2 separate regions of the Mus musculus genome follow, and region 1 is linked to region 2. The links are chromatin contacts, called in public Hi-C maps. All regions are on one chromosome and are shown on one strand. The core of a region is the stretch at or near the end of the contact, and the rest is flanking DNA. Distances in the headings are between cores, read along the strand shown. Region 1 holds the start of C3 (complement component 3). Region 2 overlaps Vav1 (vav 1 oncogene).

Region 1 (6,065 bases), core at 1,581-4,080, 62 kb before region 2:
GGGGTCTGTAAAGAAAGCATAAGGGACAAAGCAGCTCTTTAGAGTCACAACCACCCCATCTCTTGTTCACTGAGGCAGGAGTTAAGAACACAGACCTGGGTAACTCAGCCTAGGTTCAAATCCCTACTGTGCCACTTAGAAGCTCTGTGTTCTCAGGTAAATAGCTCAACCTCTCTGTGCATTTCCTTTTATGTTTAGGACATAATTAATGCAGCAAAAGCCTGGGTGTTTAAACGATGAGGGCTATGATGTGTGTGAGTTTGGAGCACAGGGTGCAAGGAGGAGGAAGGCTGGGAGGGAACTAGGCAGGGTGAGCAGGACCTTGTGCCTGGCAAGGAAGACTTTGACTCTACAGAAGTGGGAGCCACAGAGGGTTGTAGGGAGAGAAAGGAGGGAACTCCACTAGGGTTTTAACAGGGGCCCTCTACTGGGCAAAGTGGACTGAGTTACCAGTAATTCTTCCCAAACTTCAGATAGGGCAACTCAAGTTCAGGGGGTTTCCCTGGAGTTGGATGCCTCACTCTATGGGTCTTCCTAGGTCTCTGCAGTGATCGTTATGTATAGCCATTTGCTCATGGACCACCTCAGAGGACTGAGTCTCAGAGGAGAGGGTCTCAAAGGGGAGGGGACTTGGAGGGGAGGGGACTCAGAGAGGAGGGTATCCATCTCTGGGAAACTCAGCAGCTGGTACCTCAATGAGGATGACGACTGTCTTGCCCACGGGCAGTAGGTTGTTGTCCACAGTGAAGATCCGATATAAGACTGGAGGATGTGAGGGAGACACACAGAGAGTCCCCTTAGACCTTAGGCTCTGGGAGGCCCTTCCAGCCTCAGTGGGAGCAGCCTCCCACAGCACTTACCAGTGGAGCCAGGGGTGTAGATGGTCTTGTCTGTCTGGATGAAGAGGTACCCACTCTGGAAGCTTACCATCACTGCTTTCTCCACCACCGTTTCCCCGAAGTTTGCCACCACTGTCACGTACTTGTGCCCCTCCTTATCTGAGTTGAATTCCTTACTGGCTGGAATCTATGCGTGGGATGTCAGGAGTCTGTGTCAGGGAGTGGTGCCCAGAAAGCATCCCCTAGATCCCCCTGGGCCTCCTCTCTGTCATCTCCCCTCAGACAGGAGGGGCTCAAGGAGGAAGAGACTCAAGAGGAGAGGGACTGAGAGGAGGAATCTCAGAGGGAAGGGGCTCAGAGCAGAGGGTCTCAAAGGGTAGGGGACTCAGAGGGGAGGAGATCAAACGAGAGGGACCCAGACGGCAGGGGCGTCAGAGGGGAGGGACTCAGAAGGGAGGAGCTCCGAGGAGGCTATAGGAGGCAGCCTGAGGGACCCAGGCCGGACCGGAAGGGGCTACGGCTGACTGTAGTTCCAGTTCCTTGCCCACCTTGATGGAGACGCTTCTCAGATGTCCACTGGCTCCTGTCAACACTGTCTTCTCACTGGTCAGCACTTGCCTCTTTAGGAAGTCTTGCACAGTGACTGTGACTGGGATGTCACCCTGAGCATCGTGGGCCTCCAGTACGATGGTCTCTTCGCTCTCCAGCCGTAGGACATTGGGAGTAATGATGGAATACCTGACCGTGGGGTGTGGGAGCAGATGTCACCTCAAGGCCTGAGACTTCAGCCCTCACTCTGGCTGGCCCAGTCCCTAGTTCTAGCGTGTTCTAGTTCTCAGTGCTGGAGCAGATGCCTGGATCCACGTCCTCCCCACACAAGAAGGTACCAAACCACAGCCCACTTTCCCTTAGCCACTAGAAGCTGTCTTTTCCTGGCTTCAGCACTGGGTACCAGCCATAAGGACTTTGCTTGTACTGAGAAAGTGCTCTCTCTACCACTAAGCTATACCTCAGCCTCTCCTCACTTTTCTGTTTGGAAACAGCATCTCACTAAGTTGTTCAGGCTAGCCCTGAACTCACTCTGTAGCCCAGGCTTGGCTGGAATGTGTACACTTCCTGCCTGGGCTTCCAGAGTGGACAGGATGACAGGTCCATGTAATCAGGCCCAATGCTGAGCTTGGCTTTTGACAGTCCACACAAGGGCTATAGACCCCAACAACCCTCCAGTCCTCACATCTTAAAACTTACCATTGCCTAAACCACAAGACATCACAGACACCATAAATCTATAGACCTTCTTCTTCATAAGTAGGCACACCAATGCTACAATACCTGAGTTCTATGAACATAAGACAACCCAAACACTCACATTCTCTCTCTTTCTCTCTGTTTGTATGTATGTATGTATGTATGTATGTATGTATGTATGTATGTATGTATGTATGTCACGTCACAGGAAGATGTCCGGTGTCCTGTTCTATGCCCCTCCCTCCCCACACCTTGAGTCAACATCTCTCTCTGAACCTGGCACTGGGCTGGCAGTCAGCAAGCCCCAGTATCTGGTCTCCAGCCCCACAGTGTGGGGTTACAGGCTCTGGAGGCCACTCCTGGCTTTTCTGTGGGTGCTGGGAGTTTGAGTTAAGGTCCTTATGTCCATGCAGCAAGACTTCATACCCACTGAGCCATCCTCCAGCCCCCAGCACAAATTCTTAACATCCCTGTCTCCCCCCAAGTGGGTGACTCCTAGGTGACTCACCTAGGTGACTCCTAAATTGTATAAGAAACTGCACCCCCAAAAGGTAACTACTTACATGGGGATCCCCAGAGCTAATGGGGAGCTGGCCAACAGCAGCAGTAGCACTAGTAGCTGGGACCCTGAAGCTGGTCCCATAGTGAAGGAAAAAGGTGGAAGGAATGAAGGGGTAAGGGGCAGGGGTGGGCAGAGGCGAGCTGGGGCTGTAGCCGCTGGCTCTTTATATGGCTCTCCTCTCTGGTCCCTCCCTGTTCCTGCACCAGGGACTGCCCAAAATTTCGCAACATAGTTTCCTAAGCTTTTTCACAAACCTGGGGCAACAAGCCTTGGGGTGAGTAACCCTAGGCACATTTCCATTACCCTGGAGCTTGAAAGTACCTGCTTGGCTCAGGCTTTTCTTGGGGTCAAGGCCAGATGCTGAACCTGGGCTGGTCCCTGTTGTACTTGGTTACACCAGAGACCATTGAAGTCTAGAGTGACCTCCTCCCACACTTAGCTGGGTCCCAGTAACCCAGCACTTCTGGATGGCTGGTTCTCCCTACCCCCAAGGTCTTGCTAAATCAGTGGGTCGAGACACATTTGGCATTGCATTATATATCCTGCGTATCAGTATTTACCTTACAATTCAGAACAGTAGCAAAATTAGAGTTGTGAAGTAGCAATGAAATAATTTTATGATTGGAGGTCAGCACAACATGGAAGGGTGGCAGGTTCAGGAAGGTGGAGACCACTGTGCTAAACAGTTCTGAACTCCTACCTCTACCTCCTCAGTTGCTGGGCATTACCCAAGCCCTACTTATGCATTTATAATCCAAGTCTTTCCTATGAGGAGGATAAGGGGTGAGGGCATGTCCCAGCCCAGAGTCCCAGCTCTGTGGAGCATTTTCTGAAGTGGGAAAGAATTCTGGTTTTTTGAGGATCTGGGACGGTTTCTTGGCAGTGGGACAGTTAAGCTTTGGTTTTGAAGGCTGCCTAGAAGTTCGCCCTCCGGGGGGCATGCTTGCTTTCTAGGGAAAAGAATGAGGTGGACCTTACCTACCCTGTCACTCAGGGTGGCTGAATGACTCTGGTGGGCTTTGAGAGTCATGGAGGAAAAGCCTGCTCTTGTCTCTGCCTCTAGGACTTGTCCTGCCCCTATATTATCTCTTTCAGTTGTGTTGGTTTTGTGGTTGTAGGCAGATAATGATTCACAATGCTTAGTTGGTTTTTTTTGTTTGTTTGGTTGGTTGGTTTTTGGTTTTTTAAGACAAAAGTACAAATAGTGGCTTTAGAATACAGCTCAGTGGGAAAGTGCTTCCATACTCAGTAGCATAGGATTGATTCTGGTGGCATACATCTGTAATCCCAGCACGAGATGCTGGAGGCAAGAGGATCAGGAGTTCAAAGTCAACCTTGCTATGTAGCAAGTTAGAGGCCAGCTTGGGCTACATGACACCATTTCTTTTCTTTTTAAAATATTTATATGTATGTGTTGGAGTGTTTTGCCTGTATGTATGTATGTATGTATGTATGTATGTATGTATGTATGTATGTATGTATGTATATATGTATGTATGTATGTATGTATGTATGTATGTATGTATGTATGTATGTATATATGTGCATCATGTGTATGCCTGATGCCTACAGAGGCCAGAAGACAATGTTGGATCCCTGGATCTAGAATTGCAGGTGTTTTTGTGCGCCTCATGCGGGTGTTGGGAAACAAGCACAAATCCTCTGTATGGGCAACCAGTGAATCATCTCTCCAGCCACACAGACCCTGTTTCTAGAAAGGCCAATTCTGGCCCATCATGACCAACACACAGGTTTCACAGTAACCATTAACCTCCTCTCTGTATTGTTCTCCCAGCTCCCCTGAGGGCCGTCTGAGGGCTGTCTTGCTTTCTGTGTGTGACAGATTTGCCTCAACAATTATTGTTCCAGATCAATGCTCAGGGAGATTTCTCCTCCTCGCTGCCAACTGCCCCCCCCCCCGCCCTGGTACTTTATGTGAAAGCAACCAATGTATGCTGACAACAGACAGACTTCCGGGGTCACCAACCAACTCAGTGCCCACTTCCTCACTGAGCTGCCACTCAGCAGCCATGGGAGAGCCCGGGGTCCGAGTGTCTTCCTGCAAAGCATGGTATTAACACGGTTAGCTGCTGTCCCCTGGGGTTGCTGGATGTGATCTTGCTAGATCTTGCCAGCTCTCTGACTTTGAAGGTTCTACAGATTTATACATCTGCCCGCTAGGTTGCAAATTCCGAGAAATGAATTGCCAAATTCCTGCTGGCCTGGCTATTGGGCCATGCTAGCTTAGTTCTAGACCTTTGGAGATGGAGGGTCTATATAGTCCTGGCTGGCAGAGAACTCTCTGCTTCCAAAGTGCTAGCTGGGATTAAAGGGGTGGCCACCACGCTTAGCTGTTTTGTTTGTCTGCTTTCCTGTTGTATGAGACTGACTCTTCATTAGCCTTGGCTGGCTTCAAAGTTCCCATGTAAGAACGATGACCTTTGACTCCAACTCACCCTTCCTCACCTCCTGAGTGCTACAGTTGATGGGCAGGTGGACGCAGGTGGTCACCTTCACACCTCATCTGTGTGTTTCTTGGGATGTAACCCAGGACTTCATGTATCCCATGTGCTCCACCCACCTCCAGCCCCGGAGCGCTGGGTTGTCATACCCACCGAGTGCCAGTAGTTTTTTGTTGTTGTTGTTTTGTTTGCTTTCTGTAGCCCAGTCTGGTCTGGAACCTGCCAACCTGTGCTGTTCTGGCTCCGGAGTGATGAGCTGACTGGTGACCACACCCACTTGACTTGGAACTTTTTGAGTCTTGGGTAGTAAGTGGAATCTCCTGTCCCTGATGCCTACTGCCACCATGCTGTCCTCTATGACTGGGATGGGAATGGATGTGGGGAAACGCTTTGAACCAATGTGGTGATGCCCAATCCAAGGACAGGTGTTCACAAAACCTTCCATGAAGGGGTTAAGGGGGGGCAGTTTTGCTCTGATTTCCTGTAAAACATTCATTTTTCCTGACCTCTCGGGGCACGGGGTGGCTGGGAGTTAGAACAAACCTGGCTTGTCTTTTAGCTGTGATTGCGACATCCTTTCTGTGGAAGGCAGAAAGGGAGGGGAGAGGAGGGAGGGGGCGGGGAGGAGGGAGGTGCAGGCATTAGTTTGCCTCCAAAACTGGGGCCCAAGTTTTGAAACTGGTTGTCCGAGTGCCCCCCCCCTTTGACAGCTCTGCTTCTCCCTCTGCCCTACTCCAGACACTCAGTTTCTTGGTCTACTTAAACCCATCTTAAAACTGCATTTATTTGCATTTAACACATTTTTAAAATTGCATCTTATTTGTATTTATTATTGTATACACTCATGCATGTGTGGAGGTCAGAGGACAACTTATGAGTGTTCCTTCTTTCCTTCCACTCTGTGTGTGATGGAATTTAGGTTGTCAGGCTTGGCAGCCAACCCTACCACTCCAA
Region 2 (5,684 bases), core at 2,309-4,808:
GGGGTGGATCTGTGGTTATGAGAGGGAATGAAGCCACCGCTGATAAGTTATGCAAAACACTTTCTCTGTTCGTATTCCTGTTCTTCCCATAATAAATAGCCCAAAGCAGAGGGAAATCTATACAGCTCCTATGCAAATCAATCTTCCTTAAAGCCAGAGGGCTTTCAAAACTGCTCCTGGCAGGGAACAGATAGTAGGATCCTGTTCAGCCTGTCATCTCTTCGCTGACTCAGCAATTATTATTCAGTGCTACCAGGTCTGGGTGTGGGATACACAGCTGGAAGAAAAAAATGCATGCATCCATGCCTTCAAGAGGGTGACACACACACACACACACACACACACACACACACACACACGCACGCACACACACTGTAAAATGAATGAATGAATTGAAAAGATGTGTAATCATTTCTTCCCCCATATCTGTCTGTGCTATATCTGAGTTTAACAAATCATGGCTCAGTTAGCAAAGAGCTTGCCTTTCAAGCAGCAGGATCCGAGTTCAAATCCTCAGCGCTCAGGTAAAAACAAACAAACAAACAAACAAACAAACAAACAAACACCTCAGGTGTGGTGCTGTCTACCCATCACAGCACATGGGAGATGGAGACAGGGATTCTGGAGTTCGAAGCTCAGCAAATGCCTGCGCTCCAGGCCAGTGAGAGAGACAGACCTCACCCCCGCACCCCCCCCCCCCGCATCCCCCCACCCACCCACCCCGCCCCCGTCTCAGAACACAAGGTGAATGGCTCCTGAGGAAGAGCCTTCAAGCTTGTCCTCTGGACTCCATCCACACGCACAGAGACTTGAGTGGCTGCCCTGGGGAGGGGCTCCTGTCTGTGTTGGTCATTACAGACTGGTGGTTTGCAGCCATCAACCCTCAGCTCTTTTCGCAGCGCTTTCATTCTGTCAGCTGAGATAAGTCACCACAGGTGACTTCAAGTCTCTGGGAGGATATGCAGCTTTGTTACAGACTGCCCCACCACATAGAAGGGTCTAGAAGGTATGGCGACACCTGCTTATTTATTTATTTATTTATTTATACCTGGGAATGAGGGCAGGGTCCTGAAAACAGTCCACTTGCAGATACAGAGGATCCGGAGTAGCTGTTCTTTTAAAAGCAGGGGCGTGGGGGCCGGGAGGTGGCTCAGGATAAAGTACTTGCCATGCAACCATGTTGATCAGACATGATGGAGTTTGTCTGGAGTCCTTGTATAGGGAATGTTGAGATAAAAGATTGCTGGGGATCTCTGACCACCCAGCCTAGCCCAATGGGCCAACTCCACATTGAGAAAGAGACTCTGTCTCCAGAAAATAAGGTGGGGATGAAGAGATGGCTCAGGGGTTAAGAGCACTGGCTGCTCTTGCAGAGGACCCAGGTTCAGTTCCCAGCACTCACATCAGGCAGCTCACAACCAGTTTTAGGGGCTCCAGTGCACATCTCTGGCCTCCTCTGGTACCTGCCGTCATGTATCCACACACAGCCCTTCACTGGTGGATTCTAGGCAGGGCTCCACCTCTGACCTCGTCCCCAGTCCCTCACTAGTGAATCTAGGGTAGGGGCTCCACTCAGAGTCACATCCCAGCCCTTAGAGATTTTTATATTTTGAGTGGAGCTGATTGTCAGGAGTCTAGGTTGCACAGCTTTGTGTGTGTCACTGTAGATGTTCGGAGACTCTTGGTTGTTTTTTGTTTTTTCAAGACAGGGTTTCTCTGTGTAGCCCTGGCTGTCCTGGAACTCACTCTGTAGACCAGGCTGGCCTTGAACTCAGAAATCTGCCTGCCTCTGCCTCCCAAGTGCTGGGATTAAAGGCGTGCGCCATCACGCCCAGCTTAGAGACTCTTTTTTTTAAAGTGGAAGCACCTGTACCTTGGAAGGTCACCCCGTCCAGCCTTCTCCCATACACTGTCCATTACCGCTCTGACTTGCTGTGGCTGCCAGCTGAGCCCCACTTTCCCCTGCACTACCCCACAGCTGTCCAGTTGTCTGTCCTTGTTACTGTGTACCTCAGCTGTCTGTACTTCCTATCACACACTCCAGTTGCTGTTACCAATTGATACCCAGATTGCTTTGTGCTGGAAGCCCCTCCTGTTTATCTACCCCACCTCTCCAGGTTATAAGCACTGGGGCATCAGGGTCATGTTTTCCTCACCCACTACTGGGTCTCAGGGCTGGGTAAACAGTAAATGCTTAATATATGCTTTTGGAGTCAACTAATGTCTGGGTTTTTGGTCAGGCTTTGTGTTAGTGCTCAGTTCTAAAGTGGAGAGGTTGATTCTCCTTCTCTCTGTTCTTCTGGCTTTCGCCTTCTCTCCCTCTCTCCTTCTTTCCTTTTCTCCTCTTTCTCTGTTCTTCTTCCAACCCCTCCACATTTGTCCCTCTCCTTCCCTTCCTATTCCCTCATCTTTTATCGTATGAATAACATTTTGTCTCCTGGGGGAGATGTGAACACGTGTCTACTCGTCTCAGACAGGGCCAACAGCCAGGAAAAGCAAGGATCCCGCCAAAGTCCAACTTGATGAAGCACTGAGTGTCACTGTGTTACAGATAGGAATGTGGGTCAGGGCTCACTTAACAGGAACAGAAATGGCTCAAATACAGCTGTATCACCAAAGCCTGGCATGGATGGTGGGCGACTCAGGAAAGCTGCCTTCAGGCAGCTCTGAAAGGTGGACAGTTGTCTCTTCTAGGTGCCTTGTCCTGTCTGAACCTCTTCTGGGCAGTTCAGCTTGTCTTGAGAGCGGTCACCAGTAGTCCTTACAGCTTGTGCTTGGGGAGGGCAGTGCCTAGAGAATCTGGTCTGTTTCAGGAACTTCCTGCATATCTCCTGTTGTTTCCTGAGCTTCACGGGCTTTTCTGTAGGCTAGAATGCTTCACCTCCACTTAGCACATCCTATGTCTTAATGAGCTTCCTTCCAAGGTGGAAGGTTTCGTCTTAAGGGAAATTGCTACACAGCACCCTCTTTCCCCCTCCCTCTGCCTTCTCTCCCTTCCACTATCTTCTCCCCTCACCCCTGTTTCCCACCCCTGTTTTTGACACAGGGTCTCACTGTGGTTCCCTGGACAACCTGGAACTCACTCTGTAGTCCATGCTTACCTCAGAGTTTAGCCATCCTTTGCTCTGCCTCCTCTTCCTGAGCGCGGAGATTACAGGTATATTCCACCACACTGGGATTTCATTTCTGATTTTTGGTTGGAGAACCCAAGGCAGGATGACCTGTCCAAGGTCCCCCTGCTTACCAGTTTCAGCTGGGAGTCACCAGACACCTAGTTGTGGAAGGCGTACTGGGGTGTGAGGTGACAGGGAAAGAAGAGGAAGTCTGATTCCCAGAATGCTTTAGACTCATGCTGAAGAGTTGGGTCATCAGCTCCTCAATTCAAAGCTCTGGACAGGATGAGCAGCGTGACCACCCGCTCTGGGAAGCCTCAGGGAGCTAGCTGGAGTCTGAAAGATTACAGGGCTGAAGGAAGGCAGAGAGCCATGCCTCTACCCCTTGTCTATCTTCCCCAGCCAGGCCTGGTAACAGGCATTTCCTGTTTCCGGCCATCTCCTGGGTTTGGGTTGTGGGTGTGGAAAGCGCAGAAGGCAGAATTTGTGTTGAGTCTGGGCCGCTTTCTCCCAGCCCCCAAGAGAGGCCACTGTCCTTACTGCTACTTCCTTGAACAGAATTCTCTCTATTTTGGGCAGAGGCACCAAAAGCCAACTTCCGGCTTGATCACAGTGCCTGGCTCCTGATTTGCCTAAAGCCTTCTTGCTTGTCTAGCGCCATGGTCTTCTTTCGTCCCGGAGGATAAGGGAAGCAGAGGGGTTGTCCCTATAAAACAAGGAAGAATTCTCCTTCCACGTGCCTCCTACAGTGAGTGGCTTCCTGTCCTTCATCATCTTTTCACATGCCTTACGGTGCCAGGAAGTTCTTCTGGTGGTCTAACCACAGTCACCGTGCTTTCTGAAGGAGCCCAGCTCTCTAACTAGCTACTCTGAAGCGGTGGAAGGGGTTATGAATCATACTCCTTTTGGAAGAGTCATGTGACTTGAGGGAAGGCAGTCTCAAAGCTCAGCTGATTCTCTGAGGTTAGGAGGGGGATTTCCTTCCTTAGGCCACACAGACCTAAGGCCAGACATCACCTCTGGTGTTGGTCTGCCAGCCCTGTCTGCCTGTCTATGGCCCACAGGACTTCTGAGTGCTGTATATAATGGTGTATATAATTTCTGTGATATGCTGGTCCCTGTTATGTCCCCGTGAGGCCTGGGCGAGGGGGCTGTGGTGGCTCAATGTGGTTCAGGAGCTAGGGTAGAGCAGGAGTGGGGCTGGGTTCTGTGTGTTTCTCCACACTCCTGCTTTTACATGTGTGACTCTGGCAGGTGACAGCCCTGTGACAAGCCTCAGTTTTCCCACCTGTCAGATAGAAGTCCTTTGTTTAGCCATTTCGTCTTTCACTTGTGCGTGTGTGTATTTGTATGCATTTGTGCATGTTTATTATTACTATTATATTGTGTGTGTGTGTGTGTGTGTGTGTATGGGTGCAGATGCCTGAGGAGGCCAGAAGAGGGCATTGGATCCTCCTGAGTTGGACTCACAAGTGTGTGTGATATGGGATGGAAACCAAACTTGACTCCTCTGTGAGATGGACAGTGCCAGCACCCCTGAACATTCTCGTGGGTTTAAGCATTGAACCCAGGGCCTTGCTTTAGCAATTGAGTTGCCTCTCAGACCTCCTTCAATAACTTAGAAATTAGAGCATATTTTTTTTTTGGCAGTTTGGTCTGTGTACATATGTATTTTGATCATGGCCGCTCTACTCCCTTGTCTTTTTTGTGTTGTTGTTGTTGTTGTTTTTTTTTTTTTGTGTGACCCAGTGAGTTGAATTAGAGTTTGTGACAGGAGTCAGGGTGAGGGGTCATGTACCAGTGGCTGCAACACTGAAGAAAATGCCTCTCCCTTCCCTGGAAGCTGTTAGCTGCCTACAAATCCCCAGGGAGGAGTGGGTCCTCATTTGACTCCCCACTCCTTCAACACAACAACTTCTCTTGAGCTCCACCCCAGCCCCAGGTCTTTAAATAGTTGTCCACATGGAAGAGCGAGCCCTTGAGTGACCTGTGGCCTTAGGTAATGGTGGAGTGTCATGTAGGGTTGATGACTGTCACAAGTGGACCAGTTGTCTGTGGGGAGTTGATGGTGCTGAGGCTGTATACATGGAGACAGAGCTCCATTTGGCTGACAATCCAAGATAGCTGAAAAAAAATAGTTTAAATCTGGGGCTGTGCCTCAATGGGAAGAACATGTGTCCAGTGTGCACAGAGTCCTGGGTACCAGCCACAGCATCCAATGACTCCTGTCATGCCCAGCAAACCAAGAATACTTCCTTATCCTTGGCTGTACAGTGAACTTGAGGCCATCCTGGGCTGTGTGAGAATCTGCCTCACAAACAGAAAGAAGGACTGTAGAGAGATGGTTTGAAGGAGAAAGTGTGCAGGCTAGTGTGCAGACTGGAGCTTCATTTCCTAGAACCCAGTGGAAAGCCAGGAGGGGAAGTGAGGCAGTCCTGTGATGAGATGGGACTCGGAGACAGGGGAGTCCCTAGAGGCTCCTCTCATGTGACTGGTGAATTCACTGAGGTCCCATTGTCACTTCAGACAGTTATGACATGGTATGATCAATACCATGCATTTATTAGTAGA

The links. Hi-C and Micro-C count contacts between places; a contact is called where the count stands out from the background.
Region 1: a contact with region 2 is called in a Hi-C map of bone marrow-derived macrophages, with 50 read pairs. The contact joins the promoter of C3 here to the enhancer-like site in region 2. A contact is called at or near these places in 9 of 39 promoter capture datasets (the C10 cell line, the HPC-7 cell line, embryonic stem cells and 4 more), 1 of 15 datasets of contacts at CTCF or cohesin (the NIH/3T3 cell line), 35 of 484 Hi-C or Micro-C datasets (the 4T1 cell line, the AtT-20 cell line, ECoMG-derived neutrophils and 24 more), 7 of 115 datasets of contacts at active chromatin or transcription factors (the 230-238 cell line, the HPC-7 cell line, bone marrow-derived macrophages and 4 more) and 4 of 9 other capture datasets (adipose tissue, embryonic stem cells, liver and 1 more).

What each region holds. Positions count from the first base shown.
Region 1 is chr17:57,225,306-57,231,370 of GRCm38.p6, forward strand. C3 (complement component 3) reads right to left here and starts at 2,831. Exons shown (of 41, transcript NM_009778.3): 1 at 2,651-2,831; 2 at 1,388-1,577; 3 at 861-1,026; 4 at 692-762; 5 at 1-5. The coding sequence starts at 2,730.
Region 2 is chr17:57,286,928-57,292,611 of GRCm38.p6, forward strand. All of the region lies in intron 1 of Vav1 (vav 1 oncogene), which reads left to right. Among named protein-coding and RNA genes, the nearest start is that of Vav1, 11 kb to the left of the region's middle. Within about 2 kb of position 3,559, at least 133 of the 459 cell types and tissues checked have an H3K27ac peak or open chromatin away from gene starts, as enhancers often do. A contact at or near this core is called in the 230-238 cell line, ECoMG-derived neutrophils, the HPC-7 cell line and 11 more, where this site is marked.